Regions from separate parts of the Mus musculus genome. Here region 1 is linked to region 2. The links are chromatin contacts, called in public Micro-C maps. All regions are on one chromosome and are shown on one strand. Each heading gives the region's core, a stretch centred on a gene start, on an enhancer-like site or on the middle of the called end of the contact. The rest is flanking DNA. Distances are from core to core; before and after follow the strand shown.

Region 1 (3,325 bases), core at 328-2,827, 160 kb after region 2:
TTTCAGGCAGAGATAACATGTATAGACCCTTGTCTTAATGGAGCAAAGGCTTATTATTAACCAACAATGTACCGAGTATAGGAGTCCCACTGTCAGCTGGACTCTTAAAGAAAAGAATTGTATTGAAAACTTCACAATTAGAGATATCCTTCCTTGGATTAGGATCCTAAGAAAGATGCTTCCCCCACCCGCTTCTCCCATCGCCACCTTCACCATCACAAAGCAACTCTGTTTGCCTAGACATGGCACAACGCAAGGCATTGTGGCCCTTGCCATCCCCCTTCTCCCTCTATGACCTACAATAAGTAGCAGCAAGGTTGTTGCCCCAGGGTTGTATGTATGCTATTGGGGAGTGGGAGGAGGTGGATGGTGACACACATTGGCCAGCCATTAACTGCATTAGTTATTTTTTGTCGTTGTTATGACGACAATACCTGACAAAAACAACGTAGGGAAGATGCCCCCACCCCGCCCCACCCCCTGGCTCACAGATTGAGGTAAGAGTCTCTTACATGGAGTATGAGACAGCCAGTCATGTTGCTCTGGCTGTCAGGAAGCAGCAAGAAATGAATGCTGTGCTCAGCTCACTCTCTGTCTCATCTACTTCAGGATCTCAGCCCATGGGATGGTCCTGCCCCTATTGAAGGTGGATCTTTTCATTCAACTCACTTAGCCGATGCAGAAACTTCCTCACATAGACACACCCAGAGGTTAGCCTATTAAGTGATTCTAGATCATGTCAAACTGATAATCAAAGCAAACTCTTAACCTAACATGTCATGTTGATTATCTGTGGCTGGCATGATGGCTCAGTGGTTAAGAAAGCCTACTAGTCTTCCACAGAACCTTTCTTCAGTTCCTAGAATCCACACTCGGCAGCTCACAACCACCTGTAACTCCAGTTCCAGGGGATTTGACTCTCTTGTGGATCCTATAGGAACCTGCCAACATGTGGTGCACATATACACACTCAGACACACATGTACAAAACAAAAACAAATAAGAAATCGAGAGGAAACATAGTGGATTTTTTCATTCAGTGAAAGATACTGAGCAAAGCCCCATAGCCTCCCACCATTGCAAACAGTTAGCAATACGGTAAGCGTGCTCCTTCACTTGCACCAACTAGAGCCATCTCTCCTCCAGCCCCTTAGGGAAATAGCATGTACTTTTCAAATACAAATGATGGAAACCCACATAGTCAGAAACCTCAAGACATATTACAGCCAGTGGATCCACACATGAGAACCAAAGGCAGGGCTCAACAAACTGATGCTCTCTCTGTCTCTTTCTGTGTGTTTTAATTATATACACCAATCGATGGTATATGGCAGCATGCTAAAGAAAGAGCTTTTTCATATATGTTATACATTTTGCCTATCCTCTGTCCCTTAGTCGCTTTCGTTCCTCTAGACAGTTTTGCTTCCCTTTTTCTGTTTGTATGAAATCCAGAACCCTATTCTCTGCCCCCAAATGGGCAGTGCAGTGAGACTTTTGCTGTGTACAGCAACCTGGGTGCTCTGTAAGCCAGGGAAAGTGGGAGGGAGCTGGCTGAAGGAGCACACAGCACTGAGTCAGAGCTCAACTATTTGGGAGATTCCATCCATCCCTCTGGAGGTTAGTAACTCAGAAAAGACAACCGGTTCTGGCCTCTGGTGATAAACAAGGGAAAGAACCCAAAACTCCATGGGATCTTGATGGATAAGACGAGCTCTAAGAAAAACTAATTTAAGCAGCTGGGAGGCTCCAGACAAAGGCAGTGTTGACAGATGTGTTGGGGCAAGGCTAATGACATGACCAGGCCAGGCTGCGCCTGGCATAACGGAGTCCATTGAGCTCCACCTACCCCACCCTTCATCTGAGTCAGCTTAAAGGCAAAGAGAGCAAGCCCCGCCCCTTCTGGGACATCCCCAGCCCGTGAGAAGGGAAACCGCACTTAAGGTTTGAAACCAGCAGTGCAGAACCCACACGTGGGAAGTGCAGAACTGATAGCCATCCCTGGGGCACCTCAGGCAATCATGTGCAATTTAAAAACACATGCTGTAAACCCATATTTAAGGTTCATCAGAAGCTGCGAAGTAGCTGCATATAAACCATGGTTTCTGAAAACTGGAGACTATAATCCCAGGAGACAGGGCATGTTGAATATTAAGAACACAAAAGATCAGATGAAGCCAATTTGGCTCTGAGTCACGAAGACAAAGCAAGCAATTGGAATAGCAGAGTGTGTGGTGAGCTTGCTGGCTGGAAATAGGCACCACCATCATCCACCTACCCTGATCTTTGTAGGGATTCCTCAATGGGTATGGCAGGGCACACGGCCCATCCCTCAGGCTTAGCCATACACTTCTATTTGTGAATCTGAACTCATCCACCTAGAGACCTGGGAACAGAAAGAGTCACACTTGGTATCTACAGCAGAACTCTGCAGTGGCTAGCATGCCCTGGGCTCTCTACACCTTTACTCAAAGACAGAAGCTATCCACACTGCTTCAGAGACTAGATCTGCTTCTCCCAGAAGTTGCTCATTCTCCCATCCCTGGAAGGACCACTTAGTAGTAAATATTGAGTTTCAAAGATAGGCCATTGCCAGGAGACTCCACGGTTTCTGCCATAATACAGCAACCGTCACAACAAGACCCATGCTTAGTCTCTGGCATAGGTTGGTCTTCACAAAGGGTATATTTAAAATAGAGTGTAAAGTTCTCAAAAAAAAGAAGTGCTGTTTGGGCGTGTGTTTGTTTTCCCGTAACCTGTATATGACAGGCAGCTCACAGCCTCAGTCATGGTGACTTGAGATGAGAAGGATGGCCTTGCCCTCCCAACCTTCCTACCAGCTTCTTGTCTGAATTTCATTTCTGTTGTGAATTTAGTGTGCGTACACATACATACGTGCAACTGTGCGCATGCACTCCTGCATGTGTGTGTGTGTGTGTGTGTGTATGTGTGTGTGTGTGTGTGTATGTGTGTGAACAGTGGTACACATGTGGAAGCTAGAAGACAATGTGCAGGAGCCATTACTCTCCTTCTATGAGGTGGGCCTAGGGGGTCAATCTCAGGTGAGGGCTATCACCTGCTCAGCCATCTCACTGGCATTAACCTGCATTTCTGACTAATCCTTATTTGTGAATAAATAATAGATGAATCAATAAATGAATTTCCTGTACAAATCAAAGATTCTTCCTATAACATTTTCCTATATCATTTTTGTTTCTAGTTTTTCTTTGTTGTTCTTATATCTTCTCCATGAAAGCAAGACAATGAGGCTCTCAATACCTGAGTGTATCCAGCTGTAGAAGGGATCCTATATATTTAATTTTTACTC
Region 2 (3,451 bases), core at 170-2,669:
GACAAGCTTTCTAGGATGTCCGTAGGTCATTTGTTGTATACGACACACCCAATAGCTCCAAGACAGGTCGGATAAAGTATAAGATCATGTGTCTATCTCAGGCTAAAGGCTCTGAGTGAATCCCTCTCTATCATGCAGGTACGTATGTGCCCATACAGTCATGTTCATCCCATAGGTTTGCATCTTTACTAAAAAGGCTGATTTTTTTCAGTGATATAAGCACCGTAGTGAGGATGTCCACAAAGAATAGAGCATACAGAAGAGAGTGAGCCACGGTCAGTGTCTCTATTGTATGAAAGTCACAGGCCTTTTTCAGAGAAATGCATCACCAGTGGCACAAATTCAGAAATACAAAGATATATTCATATAGTGGATACCTGTTTTCTATGCTGTTGGGTAAGACAGTTCAACCCTTTGCCAAATTTCACTTGAATCTTTTATTATTATTCTTCCAGTCAACAATATCACCATCATCATTTTTATTTCTTGGAGAGGAAATGTCAAAACTCAATGCTGGGAAGCCCGTCCTGCAGAGGCGGTAAACCTCCATTCCACCTCCGGAGAGATGCCTTTGACACTCTCTCCAAAGGTTCCCTGCAGTTTAAAGTAAAAATGTTCTTCAACACACAGTATGACTCGTTCAGAAGACACAAAAGGGTCAGGGCTACAAACCTAAAGAGAGCTTACATGACAGTTCACTGGGTAGAATGCCTATCTTGCAAGAACAAGGATCTGAGTTCAATCCCCAGAACCCGTGGGAAAAAATGTCAAGTGGAGTGATGAGCATGTGAACCCCCAGCCTTGAGGAGGCTGAGAGGAGGATCCCTGGGGCCCCCCGCCAGCCAGCATAGCCTATCAGCAAGTCCCAGGGCAAGACAAAAAACACAACAAACAAACAAAAGCCAAATAAGGAATGAGAGCAAGGTTGACCTCTGGCCTTTACATTCATGCACACACATATGCGCAAACATCTACATGCACACACATACATGCACATACATATGTGCACCAGCAACTGCACAGAGGCACATATATCAATGATAGAACTGGGTTTCATCAGATGAGCTGTGCTCAGTGGCAGATCAGAAATGCCGACTCCCTGACGGGGTGAGAAGTGAAGTTTTTACAATGTCATTTCCCCTCAGCAGTTATGAAAAGGGCAAGATACTGGTGTAATGCAAGAGGCTTGGGCATTATGAGAAGTCCCTTACTGTTTCTGTTCCCATAAAAACAATTAGTCATCCATTCATAAGAATCACTGATGGACACCAGTTCACTCAATGGGTCACTGTGTTTCCGGCAATTCCGTATTCCCACCCTTTTTTTTTTTTTCCATAAGGGCTGTCATTGGCTGGGACCCTCTGGGGAGCTGAGCCCTTGAAGAAACCATGACAACAACTTTAGTGAATTATGCCTTGGAAAACACAGCCAGTGGGGAGGAGGGAAAGGCAAGTGCCCCAGCCCTGCATCTTTGAAAGCATGCTTTAAAAATAGCCATGGGGGCACTTTCCTGTTTGTCAGACTCAGTAGCAGCTGTCCATAGCCCACATTGCTTTCATAACCCTGCCTGTCCACAAAGAAAATACAAACCCCAGATAGCTATAGAAATGGGCATTATTCAACACTCATGTGCCTTCAGAAATAGCTCAGGAAGCCATCAGAGACACAGTGAGAGGGAAGACGGGAAAACCTTAGGAGGACCAGAAAGGGAAGAGAAGAGGTATTTTTAAACAATGAGGAATTTGTAGTAATAAGGCAGCAAAAAAGGTCAGGATTTGAAAAGGCTGTCACTGAGAAATGGGTCAATCTTAAAACTCAAAGGTTCCCATAGACCTCACCAGGCTCCAAAGGACAGCACCAATCCAGTGGTCACACAGATTACCCTATTTACATGACAGGGGTCAGAAAACAAAAACAAAGTCATGATTCTGAGAAAGGGACTAGGGTGGAAGCCACCAGGGAATGGAGGGAGATAGGAGGATGAGGCTGGAGAATAATCAGAATGCATTGTTACATGTATGAAGCTGTCAAGGAACAGACTTAACTAATAATTCAAAACTAGACTTAACAGACAAGGCTTTCACTGGCTCTAGCCATGTCTTAGCCGTGTTTTCCTAAGCATACTTAACCTTGTCACAACCTCCTCCGGGAGGCCATGGAGGACATGGGCTAGCTAGTCTCTAGAATTCTGTTCTAACAAAGTTCTGTTGCATGACAGTGTAAAGAACATGGGTCCAGGCGGTGGGCAGTTGGGAGGACCATAGATTTACCCTGCAGTCACCTAAGGACCATTCACCTGGAGAAAGGAGTGGAACAGCTTGAAGTTGAGCCTATCACTATGACAGCAAACTTCATAGATCCCTCTTCACCCACCAATCACTAGGCAAGTAGGCGGGACTTCTGGGTTGGACAGGGGAAGAGAGGAAGCAGGAGAGAGTTAGGGGCCTTTTGGAGGGGATAGCGAGAGGGCAATATGTAGCTACTAGTGTCTCCTGGCTTATATGGCAGATCTGCCAGGATTCACCGCCAGAGGATTTAGATTTAATAAGGCTCACAAGATTCGGATTCTAGTTGTTGCACCCAGGGATTGAGCTACCATTGTTTCTGAACTAAGTTTGTTTGGCATTTTCGTTCAAGCAGTGGTGATGTGCACCAAAAAGGCCATTGGGGTTTTGAAGCATATGACTGACATGGTAGCAACAGGACAGTGAGAACTTCGTGACCTGGGTGGAGAGATTTTGGAGCTCTGAGTCAAAGAGTCTCCACAAGATAAGAAATGGCTGGCAAGACTGCCAAAGCTGAGAGCAGCTGGGTGCACCTTGGAAACTCGCCATTCTTTTTAATATTTCTTACAACAAGAAGGTGCCAGGAAGCCATATGATCCACTTCTCAGAGGCAAGGTGCAGGCAGGCAAAGAGCTCAGTTAGTGAAGTCAGACACACTGTACTGCATGAACAAATAAATACATGAACAGACTATCCATAGCAGGGAAGGCTCTTTAGTTCGGTGATCTTGTTTAGTTTCTTCTTAGCACAAAACAATGGCCAGCATACTGCCTTAAGTATAATTCTGATTCATAGTTATAGAGATTAGGGCCCACCACCATAAGGAAAGAGCCCCAGGTTTTATGAAACAGAAAAGGATGTCAATCCTCATCAGACATGTTCTCATCAATTGGCCATCCCCTTTTCAATCAACAGGTCACTGCAGAGGTCACCTCTAGAGCTGAGTAATCGGCTCCACGGTCTGACTCTCAACTACCTCTACATCTTGTGATGCAAGGGTGACCTCTCTGTCCTTTATGCACCTCTTTAAAACAGACACACTGTACTCCTAACTCTGCTAAGTACTAGGTTTGTAAGATTAAGTTAGGGTTTTAATATTCCTCTAAACTAAAAGTAGTCATTATTCATTTCCAGAAGCAGAGAGAAAATGGAATTATGGCTATCAA

Evidence for each region. Hi-C and Micro-C count contacts between places; a contact is called where the count stands out from the background.
Region 1: a contact with region 2 is called in a Micro-C map of muscle stem cells, with 6 times the contacts expected there. The contact joins two enhancer-like sites. A contact is called at or near these places in 3 of 484 Hi-C or Micro-C datasets (cortical neurons, muscle stem cells and myocytes) and 2 of 115 datasets of contacts at active chromatin or transcription factors (embryonic stem cells and fibro-adipogenic progenitors).

What each region holds. Positions count from the first base shown.
Region 1 is chr1:126,815,979-126,819,303 of GRCm38.p6, forward strand. All of the region lies in intron 1 of Nckap5 (NCK-associated protein 5), which reads right to left. Among named protein-coding and RNA genes, the nearest start is that of Nckap5, 13 kb to the right of the region's middle. Within about 2 kb of position 1,578, at least 154 of the 459 cell types and tissues checked have an H3K27ac peak or open chromatin away from gene starts, as enhancers often do. A contact at or near this core is called in muscle stem cells and myocytes, where this site is marked.
Region 2 is chr1:126,659,277-126,662,727 of GRCm38.p6, forward strand. The region is part of intron 2 of Nckap5 (NCK-associated protein 5); the gene reads right to left. Among named protein-coding and RNA genes, the nearest start is that of Nckap5, 170 kb to the right of the region's middle. Within about 2 kb of position 1,420, at least 33 of the 459 cell types and tissues checked have an H3K27ac peak or open chromatin away from gene starts, as enhancers often do. A contact at or near this core is called in muscle stem cells and myocytes, where this site is marked.